2 separate regions of the Mus musculus genome follow, and region 2 is linked to region 1. The links are chromatin contacts, called in public HiChIP or PLAC-seq maps. All regions are on one chromosome and are shown on one strand. Each heading gives the region's core, a stretch centred on a gene start, on an enhancer-like site or on the middle of the called end of the contact. The rest is flanking DNA. Distances are from core to core; before and after follow the strand shown.

The links. HiChIP or PLAC-seq counts read pairs in DNA pulled down with a chosen protein or histone mark.
Region 2: a contact with region 1 is called in a BATF HiChIP or PLAC-seq map of CD8 T cells, with 13 read pairs. The contact joins the enhancer-like site here to the promoter of Evl in region 1. A contact is called at or near these places in 4 of 39 promoter capture datasets (the 3T3-L1 cell line, 3T3-L1-derived adipocytes and macrophages), 1 of 15 datasets of contacts at CTCF or cohesin (CD8 T cells), 1 of 484 Hi-C or Micro-C datasets (the MNK3 cell line), 4 of 115 datasets of contacts at active chromatin or transcription factors (CD8 T cells, cardiomyocytes, effector CD8 T cells and 1 more) and 3 of 9 other capture datasets (adipose tissue, liver and pancreatic islet).

The regions. Positions count from the first base shown.
Region 1 is chr12:108,552,059-108,557,063 of GRCm38.p6, forward strand. Evl (Ena-vasodilator stimulated phosphoprotein) reads left to right here and starts at 2,662. Exons shown (of 13, transcript NM_007965.3): 1 at 2,662-3,155. The coding sequence starts at 3,151. It overlaps Gm16596 (predicted gene, 16596), which reads right to left and starts at 3,560. Exons shown (of 3, transcript NR_045753.1): 1 at 3,321-3,560.
Region 2 is chr12:108,636,550-108,641,554 of GRCm38.p6, forward strand. The region is part of intron 1 of Evl (Ena-vasodilator stimulated phosphoprotein); the gene reads left to right. Among named protein-coding and RNA genes, the nearest start is that of Mir342, 20 kb to the right of the region's middle. Within about 2 kb of position 2,837, at least 45 of the 459 cell types and tissues checked have an H3K27ac peak or open chromatin away from gene starts, as enhancers often do. A contact at or near this core is called in CD8 T cells, adipose tissue and macrophages, where this site is marked.

The sequences.
Region 1 (5,005 bases), core at 1,412-3,911:
TTTTTATGTGCATTGGTGTTTTGTCAGCATGCATGTCTGTGTGAGGGTGTCCGATCTCCTAGAACTGGAGTTTCAGACACTTCTGAGCTGCCATGTGGGTTCTGGGAATTGAACCTGGACTGAGCCATCTCTCCAGCCCTCTTTTGCAATTCTAAAAACTTCTTGAAGCTTTTACCACATTGGAGCATGGTGTTTGGTGTAAATCTGTGTTCCCTAGCCATGGTCACTCATATTTGGCTCTAGAATAAACTCTCTCTTATTCCCTTTGAGATGACAGCTTTGTTTTTGAGCTGACAATAGAAAAGTGTGCCGACTTTTATCTTTGAACAGCAACTCTTCTGTTTATTATCTGACTGCCTCTAATTAATATCCTGAATATTTGAAATTACGTACTTTTGGTCGCAAGAAGTATTTCTTACCCTCAGATTGTTCCCCCTCAGTGTCTTTTTGACTTGGGCTGGCAAGATGGCTCAGTGGGGAATGGCATTCAATTTGCTGCACATGAATATTCAGTTTGCAGCCTCCAGCCCTTTGAAAAGCATCAGTAAGCCACTCATAAGGGCAGAGAGCCCTGTGGCCCAGGGTCTCCCTCTGAGGTCCCATGTTGTTGCATTGGACTCTAAGTTTCCAAAACATACTCTTTGGGAGATACAGTGAAACACCATGACAAGGCTCCTCGGAGTTTCTGACCAGTCTACCCAAGGAATGTAGCTGGCAATAACGTCTTAAATGGTGGAAACTCTCAGCTTAGCTCCAGGCAGGATTGTAACAGCCGTGAGCTTCATTCAGCCTCTTAAGGTCCACAGAGCCTGCGGGACGGTTCCCTCCCACCCCATCAAATGCCTCCTGTCTCGGTGTCTTCCCAAGGGCGGCTGCAAGGCTGTGGTGTAGAAACTGTCTCTCTTCAAGCTGTGCACCGTTATCTTAAGGAGAGTCACCTGAAGCTGAAGAGCTCAATCTGTGAGTCAATACAGGAACCCCAGGCTAACCTCAAGTTGTGAGAGCAAAATGGATCAAAGGTAATTTTTATTTCTTGCCAGAATGGAACACAGCACCCTTTGTCAGTCATTCCTGCCAACCGCTGCCAAGTACTTCCATAGATAAGGGGACAGGCATTGTGAGAGAGGGAACGTCATCGTCCCCACCACACTCAGTGAATTCCTAAAACCAGCAGCTCTGGTCCCAAGGATGTCTCTGCAATCTGTTTCTTTCATCAGAGGGCTCCGTGAGCTGCCAGAAGGGCCGGGCCAAGACAGACAGGGACCACTCCCATCCTCTGCTGTATCCTGCTTCCCTGTGGAGGCTGCTGATCTTTGTCTAAACCAGCCCTACATTTAATGCCAAACATGTTTATCCAGTAGGTGGGAATCCCGAAGCTCACCTTACAGGCTGCTGAGGATCTGTTGAGGCACCAAGGTCAGTAGGAAACAGACTGAAAGGGACTTGCTCACATTTCTCCCTACCCCCACCCGCCCTTCCCCTTTCCCTAACAGCTAGCCATTTGAAGCCAACCTCTCTTGAGCAAAGCAGAAAGAAGGCTTTATTCCTTGGATGTAGAAGAACTTGGTGTTTCCCACTCTTCTGATATAAAATGTTACAAAAAGTTAAACAGTTTTTGAAACATGTGGCCTCAAAAAGATTTCTTTTTGGAGGCCACCGGTTCTTGGCTTTGGAAAATGGGTTCTCCTCAAAAGTGTCAGTGATTCTAGTGTGGGGTGCAGAGGAAGGACACTATCTTTACAGCAAACCCACCAACTAATTCTTCCCTCCAAGTTACAGAATGGCAACAACTTGTTAGACCCCAGGGACAGACACCTGGAGATTGGTGGAAAAGCACAATGTCTGGCTGGAATAAAAGTGTGCACCAACCCGGACTCTCCTGGGGACACCTGGAATACCTTCAGGTGACCTGAGGCCTGAGTATTTTCATAACTCTTAGGATGTGACAAGGCTCTTCTGTAACAAAGAGACCAATCTGGTTCCCAGGAAGAAGGGAACACATGAGGTTAGGAGAACTATAACCTCAGGCATTGCTAACAGTACTGCAGAGCAAGGGATCCGTTTAAAAATTGCAACTTTCAGCCCATAATGCTCTGTTCTGAATGCACTGGAAAGCCGGTTCAGTAGGGCTCCACGTGCCTCCTGGCACTCTCCCCGCTCAGCCTTGCCTCACAAATCACACCCTTTGCCCTAAGCCTCTCCACCTGCCCTTTTCTATACAACTCCTCCACCACCAGGGATTCTGTGGGGTCTCTGCCCGACTCTGCTCGCCTAGCTCCAGGTCAACGCCCCAAACCCCGGCCCCAGGCCCACCACCCTCCAGCCCTTTCCGCGGAGCTCCGCTTTGTCTCTCCCTACTAACCCCATCCTCCAGGCCTCTCCTAGACCTAAGATCCCTAAGCTTTCCCGTTAAGGTCGCCCCGGTCTTTCTCTCGCAGACAAGACCCTGGAATTCACTAAGTTAACCCCATTCCTCTAAGCTACAGTATCTCCTTTGGGACCTTAGGCCACGCCCCCCGTCTTGCCCCCAGGCCCGGTTGCCCAGCCACCCTTTCCACAAAGCTTCGCCCCGCCCCTCTGAACCTGGGCCACACCCCTGCCCCGCCCCTCACGCCCCGCCCTCTTAGAGGCGCGGACCACGGAGCCCCGCGCCTTTTGTGTGGAGCTTCGCTGCGGCGCGCGCTCATTCCCTCCGCGGCCGCCGACCGAGGGGCGTCGGCGCGCGCAGTCTCCTCGGCGGGCGGAGGGGTCCTCCGCCCCGCGTGCACCCCGCACCCCGGACCCCATCCTCCGGCCGCCGCCCCGAGTCTCAGGCGGACGCGCGCGCTCGCTCCCGCCCGCGAGACCCCGCCGCTCGCCCCCTCCCCCGGCCCGTCGGCGGGCGGTCGGGACGCGCACGCGCCGGCCCGGGCACGCGCGCCCGCCAAGATGGCAGGGGCCGGGGCCCAGCTGTCAGTCGCCACCGCCGCCGCCGCCGCGGCCGCGCTGCCTCGCAGCTAGCGGCCCGGACGCCCGCCGGAGAAGATGAGCCCCCGCCGCCGCCTGCAGCCCAGCCAGACGCGGAGCCGCCGCGCCCGGGGTCGGCTGCCCCGCTAGCGTCCCGTCGCGCCGCGCTTTCATCCCCGGCCCCGTGCCCGCCCGGCAGCCACGATGAGGTGAGTCGGGGCCTCGAGCGCAGCGAGGCCTGGAGCGCCCGGCGTGGAGGGTGGGGTGCCCGGGCATCGAAGCGGCCCCAGAGCCCCCAGCCGGCGGCCCAAGCACCAGAAGACGCTCAGGCCGCGGGGTCCGCGGGAGGCCGCGCCCGCCTTGCGGTGCCTTACCGCTGCGCGCGCCGCGCCGGCGGTCCACACTTTGCCATCCGCACGGAGCTCTTCTCCATTAGGGCGCTCTCCTCTTCACCTTTCTCTTCTGACCTGTCCCCTTTCTCTTGCCAACCCTCAGAGTGTGCAACCCCAAAAGGTACGGCTTTTGATGTGCCACTCAGCTAGAACCTTGTCAACACCCAGAAACCCGCGTGCCCTCTTCATTTGCTGCACCCAGCCTTCCTTTCCAGACTAACCTTAGCCTGCTTTCTGGGGTGGGGTGGGGCGCGGGGCAGCGTATGCCGGGTTTTCTTTCTCTCTTTCTTTTTCTTTTTTTCTGTGCAATTTTATCTTCTAGGCACATCTTTCTTAAACACCGTAGCGTCCAATTGTAGATTCGGTTCACCTGTTCTGTGAACTGTTTAAATCAAATAATGCACTGTTGTAATTTTTGTGTCTGCCTACTTTCATCAAAGATATTTCTGAAGTTCGTCCATAGTGTTTCTATTATCTACTTACTGTCCTGCATAGTATAGATAGTACACACTGTATCCATTCTACTGTTAGTAGACTTTTGAGTTGTGTGTAGCTTTTCCCCATTAACGTTGCAATGAATATGCCGGTGGGTGTACTTCCTAAAGCATTCATATCTATTGAGTAGATAGTTTCCCTACCCACAAGTAAGTTGGGTTTTTTGTTTGTCTGTTTGTTTTGTTTCGTTTTTTTGTTTGTTTGGTTTTTTTTACATAAAAAACATGTACATCTTTTGTCGTAGTTGATAGAACTAAATCCCCAAAATCATGTTATCACTTTATACCAGCAAGCATTTACTAGCCCTTGTTTAAAAATTCCTGACACCTCTTGGTATTGTCTGTGTGAAATTTTAGCCATTATGGTGAGTGTGAAGTGACATTCCATCAGGGTTTTAATTTGCAGTTTCTGGTTGACTAAAGCGACTGATTGTCCATTTGTGTGTGTTTGGTGGTTTTTTTGTTTTTTGTTTTTTAAATAAAGTGTCTGTTTAAGTATTGTCCAGTTTAGCTTCTTCTTAATTAGTAGAGTTTCCTATTTTTAAGTGAAGAAGATAGCTTGTTAACATTTTGAAGAAATGCTAGTATTTTGCTTTTCATATGAAATGATGCTGTCTACCTGGAGTTGGTTTCTGTGTAATGTGGAAACAGAATTCATGTTTTACTTTCTCCTAGCATGATTTATTCCTCGCTGTTTACCAAGATCACCGTTTCCATCAACTGCAATGCCACCTTTGTCACCTTCCAGTCTTCCATGTGGGGTCATTTCTGTCTGTCTGGAGAACATCTTTTAGTGTTTGTCTTTCTGCCTATTGCAGTGTTGGGTATATCAGACCAAGGGTCTTGTATGCATCCACTGGTTGAATTCCGAAGCTTTTGTCTGTTTGTTTTTTGTATCTTTTATGTGTATGCATGCATGTGTGCATACATTGTGTGTGTGTGGGGACACCCAAGCCTGGGGGTGGCATTGGGAGTTGCTCTTCAATTTCTTCACTGAGGCAGGGTCTCTCGGGTGAACCCACAGCTGGCCACTAACGATCTGTGGTCCTGTCTCCGCCTAACAGAATTGTAGGGAGGCTGCCACACCCACCCACTTTTATATGGGTTATGAGGATAGACCTTCAAGCTCGCATGGCAAGCAATTGATCCTCAGCACCATCTCCTCTGTCTGTG
Region 2 (5,005 bases), core at 1,587-4,086, 85 kb after region 1:
TTTCTTGGATGGATGAGGAAGGTATGACTGCGTCTGCCTTGTGGCTGAGGATGCCGAGGCTCTGAAAGGCTATGGGACTTACCCAGAGCCTACCTGGTTGAGGAGGGACCAGACCTGGAGCTTCCCCATGCTGCCTCATCCAGACACTTGAGACACACTTTGCAGTGAGTTTACTGGAATGAATGAGAAAGCGAAGACAGCGTAAGCAGCCAGGGAACATGGCTGCCCCTCCTATTCAGTCTGCTGAGCAACTGCAGCCCAGCTAGGCCAGAGAACACTGATTTGGTGCTGGAGTTTTGGTGATTTTATTCCTGCTGTGTGTGTGTGTGTGTGTGTGTGTGTGTGTGTGTGTGTGTGTGTGTGTGTGTGTGTGTGTGTGTGTCTGTGTGTGTGTCTGTGTCTGTGTGTGTGTCTGTGTCTGTGTCTGTGTGTGTTTAGTTTTTCTATAGCTTCAGGGGATTTGTGCATGGAGCTGTGAAAACCAAAATGCTTCTGTTCAGATGTATGATATTTTCAGTTGTACATTATATTGTAAAAGCTGAGGAAGCTTACTAGGGTAGAAAATAGCACCAGAAGGAAATGGGAAGGAGGCACTAAGATTTCTTAAAGGTCTCTCAACCCTTAGACATTGGAGAAGTTGCAACTGGGAAGCTTCCTACAGTGACTGTAGGCCCAGGGCAGCGGGACTTTAGGCCTTTGACTTTCCACTTCAGCAGAGTCACTGTGTTCCTTATGCACCCCTTATTCGTGCTGAAAAGAAGCCCTTTGTATCATAGCATTGTGAGTGACAGGGTTTGAAGTCCCAATTCTAGCTCTGGAGACTAGAGATGGACAAGATTTGTCTGCAGTAAGTTAGTAGCCAAAGTAAGAAGAAAGCCAGGGAATTGTGTGTCCCTTCCTCAACAAGGTTATGTGTGCTTGTCAGAACAAACAGGCTAATGCCCTGACACTGTGACTGTCCATGTAAGACACGATAGCATCTAGACTCCCCATTTACCCTGACAACCATGGTAGGGCTACAGAGGGCTTCCTGTCACCAAGGCCACTTCTGAACCAGGAAACCTTTCTCTAGCACCTCGTCAGAGACAAGGAGCTGAATTTTCCTGCACCCTTATCACAACACAGGACACTGCCTCACAGCGGTGCTGACAAGAACAAATATGGGGAATGGAGCTCCCCCAGCCGCAGCCTCAGCAACTGAGCTTCTAAAAGAGGTTGATGACGGAGTGAAAGGAAAATGGCCTAAAGATGGATCATATACAGGAGCATCACATGAAGGCAAAGCAAGCACCCCCATACCCAGAGAAATACAAAGATTCTGCCCATGTAGACAGTCCCTCTAGAGAGAGGACGGTGCCCTCGTCTAAGTGAGGGGCATGCTGCCTGAGTGTGTGTAGTGTCCACTATCTTCCTCCTATGGCACAGTGCATGTCCTTGTAGGAATTCATGACAATTGAATTCTTTCTAAGGGATTCTAAAGGAATTAGGGGAAGTGCCTCTTAAACATCTGCTGTTGCCTGAACCTAGAAGTTGTCCACACACCAGGGTCACAGACTAGGGGACAGTATTCCTGGACTCCTTTGTGAACATTATTCACAAATACATTTCTGTGTCAGTGAGAAATAAACTAAGAGAAGGTGAAAGGACTTGGCCAGAAGCACAACCAGTGAGTGAGTGTGTGAGATCCAAGCCTGGGGTATGAGCCTGTGAACCCTGTGCTGTCCTGGAGGAAGAATTGACCTCCAGCCTCGGACAGGGGAGGAATAAGAGCTATAGCAGGATGGGGACACACTCTGTATAGGACCGTCGACACAGGTAATATGTGGGGAATCACACTCCCGTAGTCCCAGCACTTGGAAGGCTGATGTGAGAAGGTTGTTGGGAGTTTGAGGCCAACCTGGTCCACAGATTGAGCAATTTAGTGAAATCCTCTCTCAAACCCTAAATAACATAGGCACACTGAGAAGTGGCCTCTTAGAGAATTCTGAAGCACAGGAAGGATTTCTTTCAAAGAGCTATCTCAGAGGTCAGTCAGTCAGCCTGGGCTGCTGGAGCTGCTGGAGAGACAGTTCTTCTAGGGGAAGGGCAGGCAGCAGTTGAGAAATTACCAAGGAGAGCTAGAGAAAGAACAGCTGGAGAGGTGGGGAGAGAATGCTGGGCCATCATCAGTCCTCGGAACATTTTCTTTAAAACCACAATGCTTACATGAGACAGATATAAAATTTAGAACTGAAAACTATTGTGGCAAAGAGAGACAGCAAATGCCCTGAGGTGGGAACAGTTTGGTACACTGGAGAGTCAGAAAAAAATAGAGAGGACCAAGTCATGTGACTGGGAAAATGGAAGAAAATGAGGGCCAAGGACATAGTTCCTGAAGTCTGTCAGTGTACACAAACCGTTTGATTTTACTTTCCAAGTTATGAGCAACTTTGGAGGGAAAGACAGCTAGCTGCAGCCTGAGCACACTAAGAACATTCCCACTGACCACTGTGGGTAATAGTTGCCACTAGGACAAGAATGGAGGCAGAAAGTCTTCTTTGGAAGCTGCTTCAGCCATCCAGATCAGAGGCAGTAGACTGGTGGTGGAGTTCAGGGGCAAGGAGGAGAGAGGTAGCCAGATACAGTAAGGATGTGGGAGGGGTAGCCTGAAGGACTTCCTAGTACACCCATGTGGGTGAAAGAAAGCGTGGGGTCTGGTGTGATGTAGGTGGGTGGTGGTTCCTAGGGAACAGGGCTTGACACAGACAGAACTAGGAGGAACTGTAGGCTTTGAACCCTGTACAGCATACACCCCCCAAAATGTTTCTTGCGCAAGCTGACAAGCAGGAATTGATTAGCCAATATCACAGTGCAGCCACGGGATACAATGAGAATGAGTAATTGATGATCTCTTCTTCCAGTATGAGCCAGTTCACTTCCCTAGTTACTCAGCTTCTTTACCATGTAGGGTTTTTCTCTCAAGCACTCATTTTCTCCTGACATACTATCTAATTCATTCATGTTTTGTTGACTATTTGTCTTTCCTTTCCACTCCAGCTGGATTACCAGTTCCAAGACAGCAGGGATGTGGTCCTGTAATTCCCTAGTGTTTTCCCAAAGCTTAAGACCATGCCTGGGAACTCAAACGTTTAATCTCTATGTTCAATTTCTTTTTGATCCTCTGTGCTTGGAGATGCTTGGCTACCATTGCTGCTGCTCAATGGAGCTTCCTATGGTGTCAGATGTTGTGGTTACTCTAAGTGGGGAAGAAATAGTGGCCCTGTGCAATTGATACTGGCTGCAGCCAGTCATCTCTATTGCTCTCAAGGGCCTACAGATATTCTGTGCGTGAAGATGTGTGAAATCTTGCACATTCTGAGGCACCCTCAGTCTTAGAGAGCGCTCTGGGATCTCATTCAAGGTCATCTGTCCCAGAAACTTGTGACCAAGCAAGCCTCAAAGACCTCATAGTGACTCTTCTGGGAGTGATTCCCCAGGATCTGAAGCCATGCCTTGCCCAAGAGAGCTTCTGAAGTGTTTGCCATCTTTCGTCCCCAGTAGTCTAATGGCCTGAAGCTCCTGGTCACTCACAACAGGACATCATGTTCCTCAGGGACCAAGTAGAAACTGTGGGAGAACTGGTCAAGCCCAGTGGCTACCCTGGTAATTGAGTCGCTGGAAGAGACATCCAGTAGCCACCCTGTGCCAGTGCTAATGACAAGCGCTCTCCCAGCCGGGCGGGGCTGCGTGCCTCGCATGTAGTCGCCATGGGAGCTGTCGACTTGCTTTCCCCCAAACAAGACAGCGCTCTTAAGGTGCTTGCTCCATGTCACAGCTTCAGGTCCTTGTTACAGCTGGGATTAGAACCAGGTCTCTTGTGCCATGTGTGTCCTTTCAGTTGTAGCTCAAATTGTAAGAACCAAGACCTACTACAGTGTTTACAATATCCATCCTTCCACACTGTCACTAGCTCTGCCCTCCTTAGCAAGTTTTGCACCCCCATGGCAAGAACTGCCCACCAGCCTAGACCTGCTTCAGAGCAAGATGTTTGTGTGTTGCTCAGTTCTGTCTGTCCCTGTGCCTAATGACAGTGCAGTTACTTAGATGTTGGTTGAACTGAGCCAAAGGGGTGTGCTAAGGATTGGGAATGTTAACTGAAATGAGCCATTCTCATTCCAAGGCTACCCTCAGAGCCAGAGATCTAACAACACAGCTGTCCTGGAGCACATCGGACTTTCTGAATGCTTCTGAGGCATGCGTAGCCTGACGTCCACATGGCCTATGGGATGGCTCTCCAAGCAATGGGATAAGTTGGTGGCTTTGAGATGTTATAGGAAATACTGTGAGCCTAAGAATATAAGATTTCCTTAACAGTTGGTTTTGTTTTTTGTTTTTGTTTTTGTTTTGTTTTGTTTTGAGAATCCTCAAGTCTTCAGAGAGAAGTGAAGACCACTGTACACATTTAGGATAGTAGCCTCAGATAAAAAAAGCAAACATCTAGATTGCCTGTGGCCTCCCAGTGTGAGCCTTCAGCAGTCTGGATGGAAAAGAAGATGCTTGGGTTTAACATAAAATTGTAGGCTGAGTTGCCCAAAGCCTTTATTTGTGATAAAGGTTACTCAGGCAGTAGCACTTTGTGTTTGCACAGAACTGTGTGGCTATCTAGTTCCTTGTTTTTTTATTTCTGTAGGTTAGTGAACTACTAAATGTGGCAAGGAGATTGACCTTTCTCGGGCTGAGTCAAAACTGCATTTATGATGATACCAAGACTTTATTACTCTTGCTTCCTAAGTTCACAGTGGAACTTTCCAGAAATACTTGACATTGGTTTTAAAACATACTTTAACTTCCAGTACTGTTAAATGCTCACCATTTCATTACTACAAAATACTTGATGTAATTAACTTAGAAAAAAATATATATTTAGTTCATAGTCCAGGATTCTGTTACTTTGGGCTTCTACAGAGTCGCTCACTGTGGCGGAACCATTCATGTTGCACATGAGGAAGTATGAAAACAACCAAGA